Linked DNA regions of Oryctolagus cuniculus: region 2 is linked to region 1. The links are chromatin contacts, called in public Micro-C maps. All regions are on one chromosome and are shown on one strand. Each heading gives the region's core, a stretch centred on a gene start, on an enhancer-like site or on the middle of the called end of the contact. The rest is flanking DNA. Distances are from core to core; before and after follow the strand shown. Region 1 holds the start of ANKRD23 (ankyrin repeat domain 23). Region 2 has its middle 18 kb from the start of ARID5A.

Region 1 (5,754 bases), core at 2,058-4,557:
CAGGACTTGGGGAAGCTGCAGGAATTGCAGGCGCAGACGCCAGGCCCACGTCATCTCCAGCGTTGTGGGGAGGGGCTGTACAGCACAGGACAAAGCCCCTGGACAGAGCCAGGGAGAGCGCCCTCCCAGGGCATCCACAGTGGAAATACTTTTTTTTTTTTTTTTTTTAAGATTTATTTATGTGAGAGGCAGAGTTACAGACTTAGAGGGAGAGAGAGAGAGGGGGAGCTTCCACCCACCGGTTCACTCCCCAAATGACTGCAACAGCTGGAGCTGGGCCAATCCACAGCCAGGAGCCAGGAGCTTCTTCTGGGTCTCCCACGTGGGTGCAGGGGCCCAAGGACTTGGGCCATCTTCTGCTGCTTTCCCAGGCGATAGCAGAGAGCTGGATCAAAAGAGGAGCAGCCGGGACACAAACCAGCACCTGTATGGGATGCCAGCACTGCAGGTCGAGGCCTAGCCCACTACACCACAGAGCCGGCCCCAGAAAATAAATTTTAAAAAGTGGTGCTGGGGGCTGGTGCCATGGCGCAGTAGGTTAATCCTCTGCCTGTGGCACTGGCATCCCATATGGGTGCAGGTTCAAGTCCCAGCTGCTCCTCTTTCAATCCTGCTCTCTGCTGTGGCCTGGGAAAGCAGTGGAGGATGGCCCAAGTCCTTGGGCCCTGCACCCACGTGGGAGACCTGGAAGAAGCTCCTGACTCCTGGCTTTGGATCGGCTCAACTGTGGCCATTTGGGGAGTGAACTAACAGAGGGAAGACCTTTCTCTCTGTCCTTCCCTCTCACTGTCTGTAACTCTAACTCTCAAATAAAAATAAATAAAATCTTTAAAAAAAAAGTGGTTCTGATCATGCGCATTTGGAATCCTCCAGAGGCTTTCTGTTCCCTTCTAGGGACAGCTCCCACCACCCTCTCCGTTTTATTCCGAGTTCTTATCCATGTGTCCCTTACCCCAAGGACCTGCTGATCTTCCTTAATTTACTACTCTGTCTCCCCAGGGCCACACGTCAGACGCTATTCCTCCTTTCTAGATGCCTGTCCCATCCCTTTTTACGTGGGCCCCTTTTACGCTTCCTTCTGGACTGTAACACATGCACACCCTCCCTTCCTCCCTCCCAACCCTACCCGCCCTTGACCCCCAGACCTGCCCAGCCATGTGCTCCCTGGACGCGAGGTTGCCTGACTGCTGTGACCCTGAGCTTCCCCACTGGCCGCCTGTCTCTCCCTGGAGACAGCTGGGCCTTTATCTCACCCCTGTGGCAGCCCTGGCACAGGTGCTCCACAAGTATGTGCTGAACAGACAGCTGGGTGTCGGGTTTTTCTTAATCCTTGCCAGTTGGCTGGGCAGACTGCCTAGGTCTTAATGGTGTGAAGTGGTGTCGCTCCGACGTTTCATCACCACAGTTCACATGGTGGGTGTTTACAGGCAGGGTGCTCCATGTTCACCTGGCTGGCGTCACCCACGGGGGCGCAGCACTTTAGATGCATCGCATCCCCTGTTCTCTCATGTGGACAGGGAAAATGTGTGAGGGCTGGAAGTTATTCTTCTTTGCTAGGTTTTAAAATAAGCTATTTGCAAACTTTTTTTTAATGATTTATTCTGTTTATTTAAAAGGCAGAGTGACAGAGAGGGAGAAACAGAGAGAGAGCTCCCTGTGGCTTACTCCCCAAATGGCCGCAACAGCCAGGGCTGGGCCAGGCCAAAGCCGGGAGCCAAGATCTCCGTCTGAGTCTCCACATGGGTGCAGGGGCCCTAGCACTTAGGCCATCTTCCTCTGCCTTCCCAAGCACATTGCAGGGAGCTGGATTGGAGGAGCAGCAGCTGGGACTTGGAGCAGCACTCCAACGTGGGGTGCCGGCGTCACGGGCAGCAGCCTAGCCTGCTGCACCACAGTGCGGCCCCTGGTATTTTGCTTTCCGTGAGGAATTCTTGGGGCCGCATCTCGCCCTGCTCACAGCAGACCGCTGCTTGAACTAGGCAGCGAGACAGAAGCCACAGCCGGGTCTGCGCTCACCAGGAGGACCTGCTGCGTGAAGGTTCGGGCTCCGGAGGTCCCGTGGTGGATTCTGGGGCTGCTTCTCGCCCTGTGCGGGCCCCTGGCGTCCGTCAGTTTGCTGGGAGGTGCGGGGAAGGTACAGAGCCCAGCCGTCAGCAGGGCCGACTTCGCATCCCCACGTTGCCACGGCAGCTCGGGGACCTCGGGCAAGTTGCTTCGCTTCTGTGCGCTGCAGTCTGTCTGGGGCAGTAGTGGCGATTCCCACCTCCGAGAGGTATCGGGAAAGGTAAGCTACACAGTCGCTTACCTCGGTTACCTTTAGCGACATTTAGGAATTGCTGCCCAGGGGCCGGTGCTGTGGCACCATGTGGGCGCCAGTTCTAGTCCCGACTGCTCCACTTCCAATCCAGCTCTCTGCTATGGCCTGGGAAAGCAGTGGAAGATGGCTCCAGTGCTTGGGCCCCTGCACCAGTGTGGAAGACCTGGAAGAAGCTCCTGGCTTCAGCCTGGCCCATTGCTGGCCATTGTGGCCATCTTGGGGAGTGAACCAACAGATAGAAGAGCAGTCCCTCTCCCTTCCCCCGCTCTTAGCTTTGCCTTTCAAATAAATAAACAAATCTTAAAGTGATGCCCAAATGAGGATCCGTGTCTCAAAGGAGAAGAGAAGGCTGGGAACCCGAGCTCGTCTGGCGGCTGCCCGTGGCGCCCAGCACCCTGCAGGTGATGGCTGAATGGCCGAGCTGTTTGTGTGGCTCTGACCCAAGCCAGCAGTGGCCACAGGGTGGAGACATAGAAAGAAAGACGGGCTCCCGCCAGAGGGCCCTGGGCCCTCCACCGCCTCCTGGAGAGTCGCTGGGTTTCTAAAGGAGTTCGAGGAAACCGCCTCAGGCCGGCCTTGGCCCGCTTCCTCAGGATCTCAGAGGAGCAAGAAGGGGCAGGGTCTGGCAGGGGTGAGCCTGACCTGGGTGTGTCTGTCCCCAGGCTGCGGAGAAGGGCCACGTGGACATCTGCTCCCTGCTGCTGCAGCACAGCCCGGCCCTGAAGGCGGTCCGCGACCGGAAGGCGCGGCTGGCCTGCGACCTGCTGCCCAGCCACAGCGACCTGCGGGACCTGCTGGCCGCCTGAGAGAGAGGCCGCCCTCCTGCCGCACGCTGTGCGGAGGGAAACTGAGGCCAGAAGACCCCGGAAGAACCCCGCCGGGCCTCCGTGGATGTGAGGGAGGAGGTTTGGTGGGGCGGGACGTGCCTGCGCCCGGACAGGCGATCATGTTCTGAATCAGGTCCTGTGGGAACGTCCATCCATTTGGAAAAACCAATAAAGTCAAATCCCTACCTCCGCCCACAAAGATAAACCTCAAGATGAACGACCAAAAATCAGAGCACACAAGTGCGGCGCCCGTGGCGAGAGCTGCCCCTGCTCCGTCGGTCCCCCGGTGGCTGGTCCGAGGTGAGAGTGGTTACAGGGGGCCCGCCCCAGGGCCACCGTGGGGACTGGGGGAGGGGAGCTCCGTGGCGAGTGCTTTGCTTAGTTCCTGCTCCAGACGTGCTCAGTGCTGGCAGGGTCGGAACCCACTCCTTCCGGCCTGTGACCGGCAGAGGGCGCTGCTGCTTTAGTCTGCGGGCGAGTTACAGTGAGGGGAATACTGCTTCCCGCCCGTGTCGATTTCTTTTCTTGACCCAGAAAAGCCGTTTATATTCGGCATATCGATCCTCTGTTTTACACGTACATTTATGTCCATTCGTTTCAAATTTCTTCTGTCATGCTGTCACTTAACTCTGTTGGTGTCTGGCCACGGAAACCGGTACAGTCACGGTAGGTGGCAGTCTGGCCACATGTATTTAAATGAGCAGAGCCAGGAATCTGGCGCTTCTGGACTGCTCCCCCGTGGCTGCAGGGAGGTTCACGTGCAGGCACTCAGCCTGGGGGGCCCCCCGCAGAGGCGGTGCTGCCTGGGCTAGGGGCCCGAGGCCGCTTCCAGCAAAGGGTGCGTGCGTCTGGAGCTGCAGCTGGGCGGAGGAGAGCCAGGAGAGCAGGGAGCGCGTGCCTTCTCCCGGCACCCACGCGGGCTTTCCCCTGGGCCGGCAGGCCCTGGACTTCCTGTTTACTTTTGGGTTTTTAATTAGGAAGACTTTTTAAAATCAGCGCTAGCCCTGGCAGGGCGAGTGCTTTTTTGCTGAGTGTCTGGGGTGGAGCCTGCTGATTGCAATGCCCCTGTGCTCAGAGGCCGAGGCGCACAGGCTGAAGTCTGACTTTTTCTTGTCCACTTGTCCTCGTTCTAGTCTGGGTGAGTCTTTCCTCTTGTAGCCAAAGAGTTCTGTCGGAAAAAAAAATCCCCTGAAACCCCAGAGCTTAGTTTCTTCACTGTCTCGGGTTCTGTTGTGTGAGCTTCTGGACTTCACGGCCAGAGCTGCTGGCCTTTGGCCCTTGCTGACCCCGGCGCTCCCTGCTGTCTGGCGATGGCGGCCGCTGGGCTCTGGAATCTTATTTACTGGCTCTCAGGTTTCCTCGCAAAGGTCACCGCTGGGCGATGGGCCTGAGATCCAGGACTTTTGCTTACGGTGGCCTGAGACAGACTGCTCTGGGGCTGGTTTCATGGTTCCTGCTACATCCTGGGACCCGGGGCCGACCGCAGCCCCCCTTCCCTGTGGAGGGTGCACTCATGGCTGGGGGTGTCTGGTGGGGACCCACAGGGAGCATGGGAGACATTTGCGAGGCCCAGCCCCCCCACAGTGGCTGGCACAGCGTAACTCGGGCTGCCGGCATGGGAGGCAGGAGGGATGGGGGCAGCCTTGAGATCACACAGAGCTGTTTGTGCATTGTCATGTAGAGGCCAGCTCTTCCCTGCAGGATTCTGGCCAGCTTGTGCCAAGGTCACTGGGCCGGGTCTTGGAAGTTTCCCAGGCAGCCAGACTTCCAACAACATGGAAGCCCAAACTGGTCTCTTCCCTGGCGGGTGCGAACGCAGCAAGGTGGGAAAGGTGTCCCCTTGAGCACGGGCTCGTGGCTGGGCCGCGTGCTCGGTGGCTCAGCGGCTCCGAGCGGAGTGGGGTATGGCAGAGGTGCAGGCGAGGGCGTGTGGAAGGCGGCGGCTCCCTGTCTGCCTCGCGGGCTGCTTTCCCAGGCTGGTATTTTGGTCGATGTGACAGAACCCCAGAGTCATCTGTCCTTCCCTGCCCCCACCCGCCCCCAGGAGGAGGCCGAGCTATAAGAGGGCAGCGCCCGGGCTCTCACTGGGGGTGCGGAGAGCGGGGGGACCATGGACTTCATCAGCATTCAGCAGTTGGTGAGGACAGGGGGCGCCCCCCGGCAGGTCCCTGGCTATCGGGTGGCGGGCAGGCAGCTGCTCACTGGGGTCTGAGGGTCAGGGCGGAGGCACCAGGAGGTGGGCAGCTCCCGTCTGCTCTGTGCCTGGTTCTGCATGAGCTGCTGGCAGGCAAGGAAGAAGCTGGGTGTGGTGGCCGTGAGAGTCCTGGTGTGCACCGAGCCCCGCCCTGGATCGTGACAGGGAAGGGAGGCGGCAGACTCCGGGGAGCACGAGGGTGGCCACTGCTCTGGAGGGCCTGGGTGGGGGCAGGGAGAAGGGCATCCTTGCCCCAGGGGTGCTTTGGGCTTTGTCAGTGTTGGGGACCTAGAGGATGTCACGTTGCCCACCAGCAGTGGGGCCTGGGCAGCGTTGCTTTAGAAGGGAATCTGGTTCTGTCTGGCCGGGAGCCCCAGCCCCGTCATCCTATCATTCCAGCCTGTTCTCCCCACAGG
Region 2 (5,754 bases), core at 1,040-3,539, 260 kb after region 1:
AGTGTTTGCTGGGAGTGATAGTTTGCGTGCAGACACATTGTCCCCTGAACACCATTGTGTTCATCTCCCAGAGCCGCCATTACCTCCAGCTCCGTGGTTTCAGACAAACAACGGAGCTCATCCTCTCCTGCTCCCGGAGGCTGGGCCCAGACCGGGATGTCACCGGGCCCATGCTCCTGGCAGGGGTCTGTCCTGGCTGCGTCCTACCTCCTGGTGTTTTGCTGGCAACCCGCAGCACTCCCTTGCCTGTAGCTGTGTCACTCCAGTCCCCTGGGTCTGCGGCCTCACGTGGTTGTCCTACAAGGATGCCCTACTCCACCATGACCTCGTCTAAGCTAATTACACCTGCAACAACCCTGGTCCCAGTAAGTCTCCGTTCTGAAGTTCAAGAGGTAGGACCTCAACACCTCTTTCCTGGGGCGACACAAGTCAGTCAAACCGCTTTGATGGGTGTCTGGCTCTGGGCAGAAGTAAGCTTCAGAAGTTGTAGCCTCTGGGGGCTGGCCAGCATTGTGGCACATTGGCTAAAACTGCCTGTGATGCAGGCATCCCGTGTGGGCAACCAGCTGGAGTCCCTGCTGCTCTACTTCCAGTCCAGCTCCCTGCTAGTGCATCTGGGAACGCAGCAGAAGATGACCCAAGTCCTTGGACCCCTGCACCCACTTGGGGGACGTGGAAGAAGCTCCTGGCTCCTGGCTTCAGCCTGGCCCAGCCCTGGCCGTTGTGGCCATTTGAGGGAGTGAACCAGCAGATGGAAGATCTCTGCCTCTTCCTCTCTGTAACTCTGCCTTTCAAATAAATAAATAATAAAAATAAATAAAATAAATAAAAAAAAAAAACAGCAGGAGGCACAGGCGGTGTTGTGCATGCAGAGTGGGTGAGCACCGTCCCTTCTCACAGTCAGGTGGGTAAAGCTGCAGGAAGGGCTGCTCCTCTCCAAGGCCACCTGCACCCAGGTCCACGGGGTGGGAGGGAGCCCAGGACACCTCCTGAGCACACAGGAGTCCCCAGGGACTGCTCAGGCGCAGGGGATGCATGGGAGTGTTCTGACTCTTGGCTAAGGGGCACGTGCACCATGATAATTTGGATTAAAAAAAAAAAAAAAATGGGAAGGCCAGGACGGGAGCTGTGACACAGCAGGTAAACTGCTGCTTGGGGCTCCCGCGTTCCACATCCAAGTGCTGGTTTGAGTCTTGGCTATGCCGCTTCCAATCCAGCATCCTGCTAATGCGCCTGGGAAGGCAGCCGATGGGGCCGCGGGTGGTTGGGCCCCTGTATGCACATGGGAGACCTGGATGGGGTGAGTGAACCAGCACATGGAAGCTCTCGCTCGCTCGCTCCCTCTTTCTGTCACTCTTTCAGTGGGAGGAGCGAGTCTCAGATGGTGCTGGGTGCTGTGGGAGCACGTGGGGTGGGCACCCAGGCCACGAAGGCTTCCTGGAGGAAGAGCCCTCTGGGTGCGGCTGGAAGGAAGAGTGGAGAGAATGTTTTCCAGGATGCCTCGGGGCTCTGCTCAGACAGAGGCCACAGGAGGCAGGGGGCAGTGGTGAGCCAGGAATCTGTGAGAAGCTTCCAGGCGGAGACATTGGGCTGTTAAGGTGAGGACAGTGGGGAGCCGTGGGCTAGGTTTATGCAGGGGGTGGGCCAACCCTGGCATGATTCTTCCGGTTTGTCTTCTGCTCATCCTCACCCTCGGCCCCCAGCCCCGCCTCTGCAGCACCGCGCTCACTGCAACACTGTTGGTGTAGTGCACAGGTGACCCCCTTCACCCAGCCTCTGTACAAGCTGCTTTTCCTCTCCTCTCCTCTCCCCGCTCCTCTCCTCTTCCTTTCTTTCCCAGGGGCTGGGAGGGAGAGAGGAGGAAGCAGCCCAACTGGACTTCTCCCAAGAGGCTGCTTCCCTGCCTACTGCTCAGGCATCCCACTGGGCAGCTCGTGGGCGAGAGATGTGGTGCCCAGCCCCAGCCTGTTCACAGGCGAGGGCTGTGGGGTGGCTGTGAGGTCAAGGACCTGCGCTTGACAGCCCGTTGTCATCACGCGCTGGTTAGCTCATCGCTGCCTGCAGATGGAGGGGGCACCCATGTGGCAGGTGAGCCTCCACACCCCTTCCTGTGGCCGTGGCAGACATTACTAATCGCTTGCATCACTCTCAACACTGAGCCATCCAAAAGCTGCAGACAACCACAGTCAGAACTGGTACCTGGGGGGGAATTCTTGACCCAGACACAGACAGGATGCGCGGAGGTCAGGGAGCCTGTGAGTCAGAAGCCGGGCAGGAGGGTGGTGGTCAGCACAGGCAGGCAGGAATGCCAAAGGGGGTGAGGTAGCAGGCAGGGCACGGGAGGGCCACGGGCGGGCGGGAGGAAGGGGATGACTCACCTTCGGTGGAACTTCAGTTTACAAAGCACTTTCACTAAATGCCCACAGGGCTTTAGGTCGCAATGACTCACTTCCAGAGAACAGCTGAGGGCCTGGATGTGCCTGGTTGCACCCAGACACACACACTCTCTCTCACAGAGCCAAGTCCTCTGGCCATGGCCTGCTGCAGGATGTCTGTGCTGGCCTTAGGGACAGCGACTAGGGAGGGGTCCTGAGAGTGCCACTTGCTGACTCTGGGGGGTGGGCTGGTGCAAGCCACCAGGATGGTGTCAGTTGGAAGCAGAGAAGGCAAGAGAGGATGCCTGGCTGGCAGAGCCCGAGTGAGGAGAGGGCCGGAGTGGGGGGCGGTGTCCCTGCCCTGCCTGGCTGTTCAGTTCTCCCTGCTGTCCCTCCAGCACCGCAACTCCTTTTCTCCTGCGGGCAGGTGAAGTCGGCCTTCCAGGGCCTGGCGGGACTGGGGGTGTGTTCGGGGAACACCTGCCCTTCGCCAGCGTCACACCTGGCGGCTCTCTCTGAGTCGCGGACGCTGGAAGTGACCGCGCTCGTTTCGCAAGTGCACTGTCGAGGGGCCTGCCCCAGTGCCGCGCACAGCCCACCTCGCAGTGACCCTACTGCATCCTGTTGCAGCTGCCACGTTCACGGAGCCCTTCGCTTTAGGCGACGGCCTGGGCCGAGCTGGCGATAGCAAAGAGCCGCAGCGCCGCCTAGCGTCCGAGTACCGGCAGGACCCGGGCGACGCCGTGGCGCCCCGGGCAAGGCAGAGGGCGGGTCCCTCAGGCCTGGGGCCCAGAGGGCACGTAGGACCTTGGGGAATAGACAAGCACCTTGTCCCAGGGGCAGCAGCCATTGCTCAGCTCCAGGAAGTGATCCCTGTACCAGAAATTCCAGTTTTTAAAGAAAATTCCCCTGTCCCAATTTTAATATGTAACCCAATTCTTAAACGCGGGAAGCTAAATTAAAAATATTTAAGCCTATCATCATTGGTAGCCTCTGCCCTTGCTGAAACGGTGGAACGGTCTTACTTACCTCCTGGGCTCTCAGCTGCCCTTCTAGTACCTTCTCTGCCAGCTGTTCCTGCCACATCGGGCCCCTGCAGCCCCCTCCAGCGTGGGCCACTTGGAGGCTACACTTCCCCGAGGGGGTCCCTGCTGCAGACCCCAGCCCTGGCCCCCTGTGCTTGCCCAACACCGCTGCTGTCCTTGTTTGTGGTGACTTCGGGGCCCCCCAGCCCCTGCTCTCTGCCTCATCAGACTCCCCCGGCTGAATCCAGCTGTCCCCTATTCCAGCTCTGCACCAGCTGGTGGTCTGGTCTCGCCGAAACACGTGCCACCAACCTCAAGTGGCACCTGCTGGCACACCCCAGGGCACCGTCTGTGTGTGGCCACATTCCACTGACATCACTGCTCCCCCCTGCTCCCTCCTCAAGCCCCCCCCCCCCAGTCCCCACCTCCCTCTCTGAGCACCAAAAAAAGCAGCATGGGCCAGAGACTTCCACAGCCCATCCATGCCAGACCTGCGCCCGGACTACACTGCCGTCCCTCTGTCTCCACCTATGAGCTGCCTGCTGCCCCAGTTCCCGGGAACATCTCATTCCACCGTGCCCGAGCCGCCTCTGTCCACCATCCTCCCAGTCTTTCAGTTCCCTGGGCCTGGTTGCTGGTGGCCACCTTGGGTCTCCATCCTCACTGTTCTCTCTGCCTTCCCCCCAGCCACGGCTCAACGCCACCTTCCAGGGGGCCTTGCCGACCACTCTGTTTTAAACCATGCACCTTTGGCCGGCGCCACGGCTCACCAGGCTAATCCTCTGCCTTGCGGCGCCGGCACACCGGGTTCTAGTCCTGGTCGGGGCGCCGGATTCTGTCCCGGTTGCCCCTCTTCCAGGCCAGCCCTCTGCTGTGGCCAGGGAGTGCAGTGGAGGATGGCCCAAGTGCTTGGGCCCTGCACCCCATGGGAGACCAGGATAAGTACCTGGCTCCTGCCATTGGCAGTGCGGTGCACCAGCCACGGCGGCCATTGGAGGGTGAACCAACGGCAAAGGAAGACCTTTCTCTCTGTCTTTCTCATTGTCCACTCTGGCTGTCAAAAAAAATAAATAAATAAATAAATAAATAAACCGTGCACCTGGAAAAGGGTCGTGGGGAGGTTGCCTAACATTGTGAATATGCATTGAATGCCACTGAATTGTATGCTTGGAGATGGTTAAACAGGAGTCTGATGCTGCTTGGATCGCCCATGTCCCGTATCAGGATGGCTGGGTTCAAGTCCAGACTCAGCCTGCTGCTGATGTCCATCCTGGGAGGCAGCACAGGATGGCTCAAGTGGTTGGGTCCCTGCTACCCACCTGGAAGACCCAGATAAAGCTCCCAACTCTTAGTTTTGGCCTGGCCCAGCCCCAGCTGTTGCTGGCATTTGGGAAATAAACCAGCAGACAGGAGGGAGATCTCTCTGTCTTGCAAATAAAATTTTAAAATGCAAACACATGTTGACCTCCAACACTGGTTCACCCCCCAAATGCCCACAATGGTCAATCTGGAGCCAGGAGCTTCATCCATTCTCCCACATGGGTACAGGGGCCCAAGGACCAGCTCCAGGAGGGCAAGCTCTCGAGCCTCTGTTCACAGCTGTATCCAGCTCACTTCCTAAAACAGCAGCTGGGGCGCCCGGGGCATAGGATATGAGAGCGCTTAGAATTCCCTGGAAGACGCGTCTTCTCAAAAACCAAGTGGGGATTTCCAAATTCCTTGCGCCAAAAAAAAACCTCTTTTCATTCCATTGTCCATGAGTCCTTGCTGGACACGCACTTGGCGGCCGCCTGGGGCATGGCCTCCTTGAAGCTGTCACCAAGACAAGGCACCGGGAGCACGCAGAGCAGCGTGGTCGCCCCTTCCCACTGCCGCCAGCAGCTCCAAGGCCACAAGGGGTCCCACAGACGGCCCTGAATCACAGCTCATGCCCCAAGCGTAGGTGCCCAGTGCAGCGTGTCAGGGGTGGGCAGGCGCCCCTAAAGGAAGGATATGAGAAGCAAGACTGCCTGTGTGAGGAAGCAGGGAGCCGGAAGCCTGCAAGATGCGCACTAGCACCTGGACAGCCAGGCCATCCTGGTCATGATCTTGGAGCGATGGCACCTCACCCACCTGTGTCCTCATTTGTACTTGGGCAGGGCACCTGTCCCCCGGGGAGGTGAGGGGCGAGTGGGAAGAATCGGGTAGGGTCACCAGCGCACTGGAGCTGCAGGCCCCAGCGCCAACAGCTTTCCAGGAACCGCGTGCAGGACTTGCAGCCCAACGCGAGGTGTTTCCTAAGCCAGGCCTCCAGAGGGCGCCACCACCAGCGCTGAGCCACCTGTGTCCAGCTCCTGCCATCGGGCCACCTTTAC

What was found. Hi-C and Micro-C count contacts between places; a contact is called where the count stands out from the background.
Region 2: a Micro-C map of ear pinna shows a contact between it and region 1, with 14 times the contacts expected there. The contact joins the enhancer-like site here to the promoter of ANKRD23 in region 1. A contact is called at or near these places in 3 of 6 Hi-C or Micro-C datasets (ear pinna, psoas muscle and an unstated tissue).

The regions. Positions count from the first base shown.
Region 1 is chr2:110,882,250-110,888,003 of mOryCun1.1, forward strand. It overlaps ANKRD23 (ankyrin repeat domain 23), which reads left to right and starts at 3,308. Exons shown (of 9, transcript XM_070068768.1): 1 at 3,308-3,444. ANKRD39 (ankyrin repeat domain 39) reads left to right here. Exons shown (of 4, transcript XM_002710017.5): 4 at 2,980-3,343. The coding sequence ends at 3,123. It also overlaps the pseudogene LOC127490436.
Region 2 is chr2:111,143,107-111,148,860 of mOryCun1.1, forward strand. No RefSeq gene overlaps it. Among named protein-coding and RNA genes, the nearest start is that of ARID5A, 18 kb to the right of the region's middle. Within about 2 kb of position 2,290, at least 1 of the 8 cell types and tissues checked has an H3K27ac peak or open chromatin away from gene starts, as enhancers often do.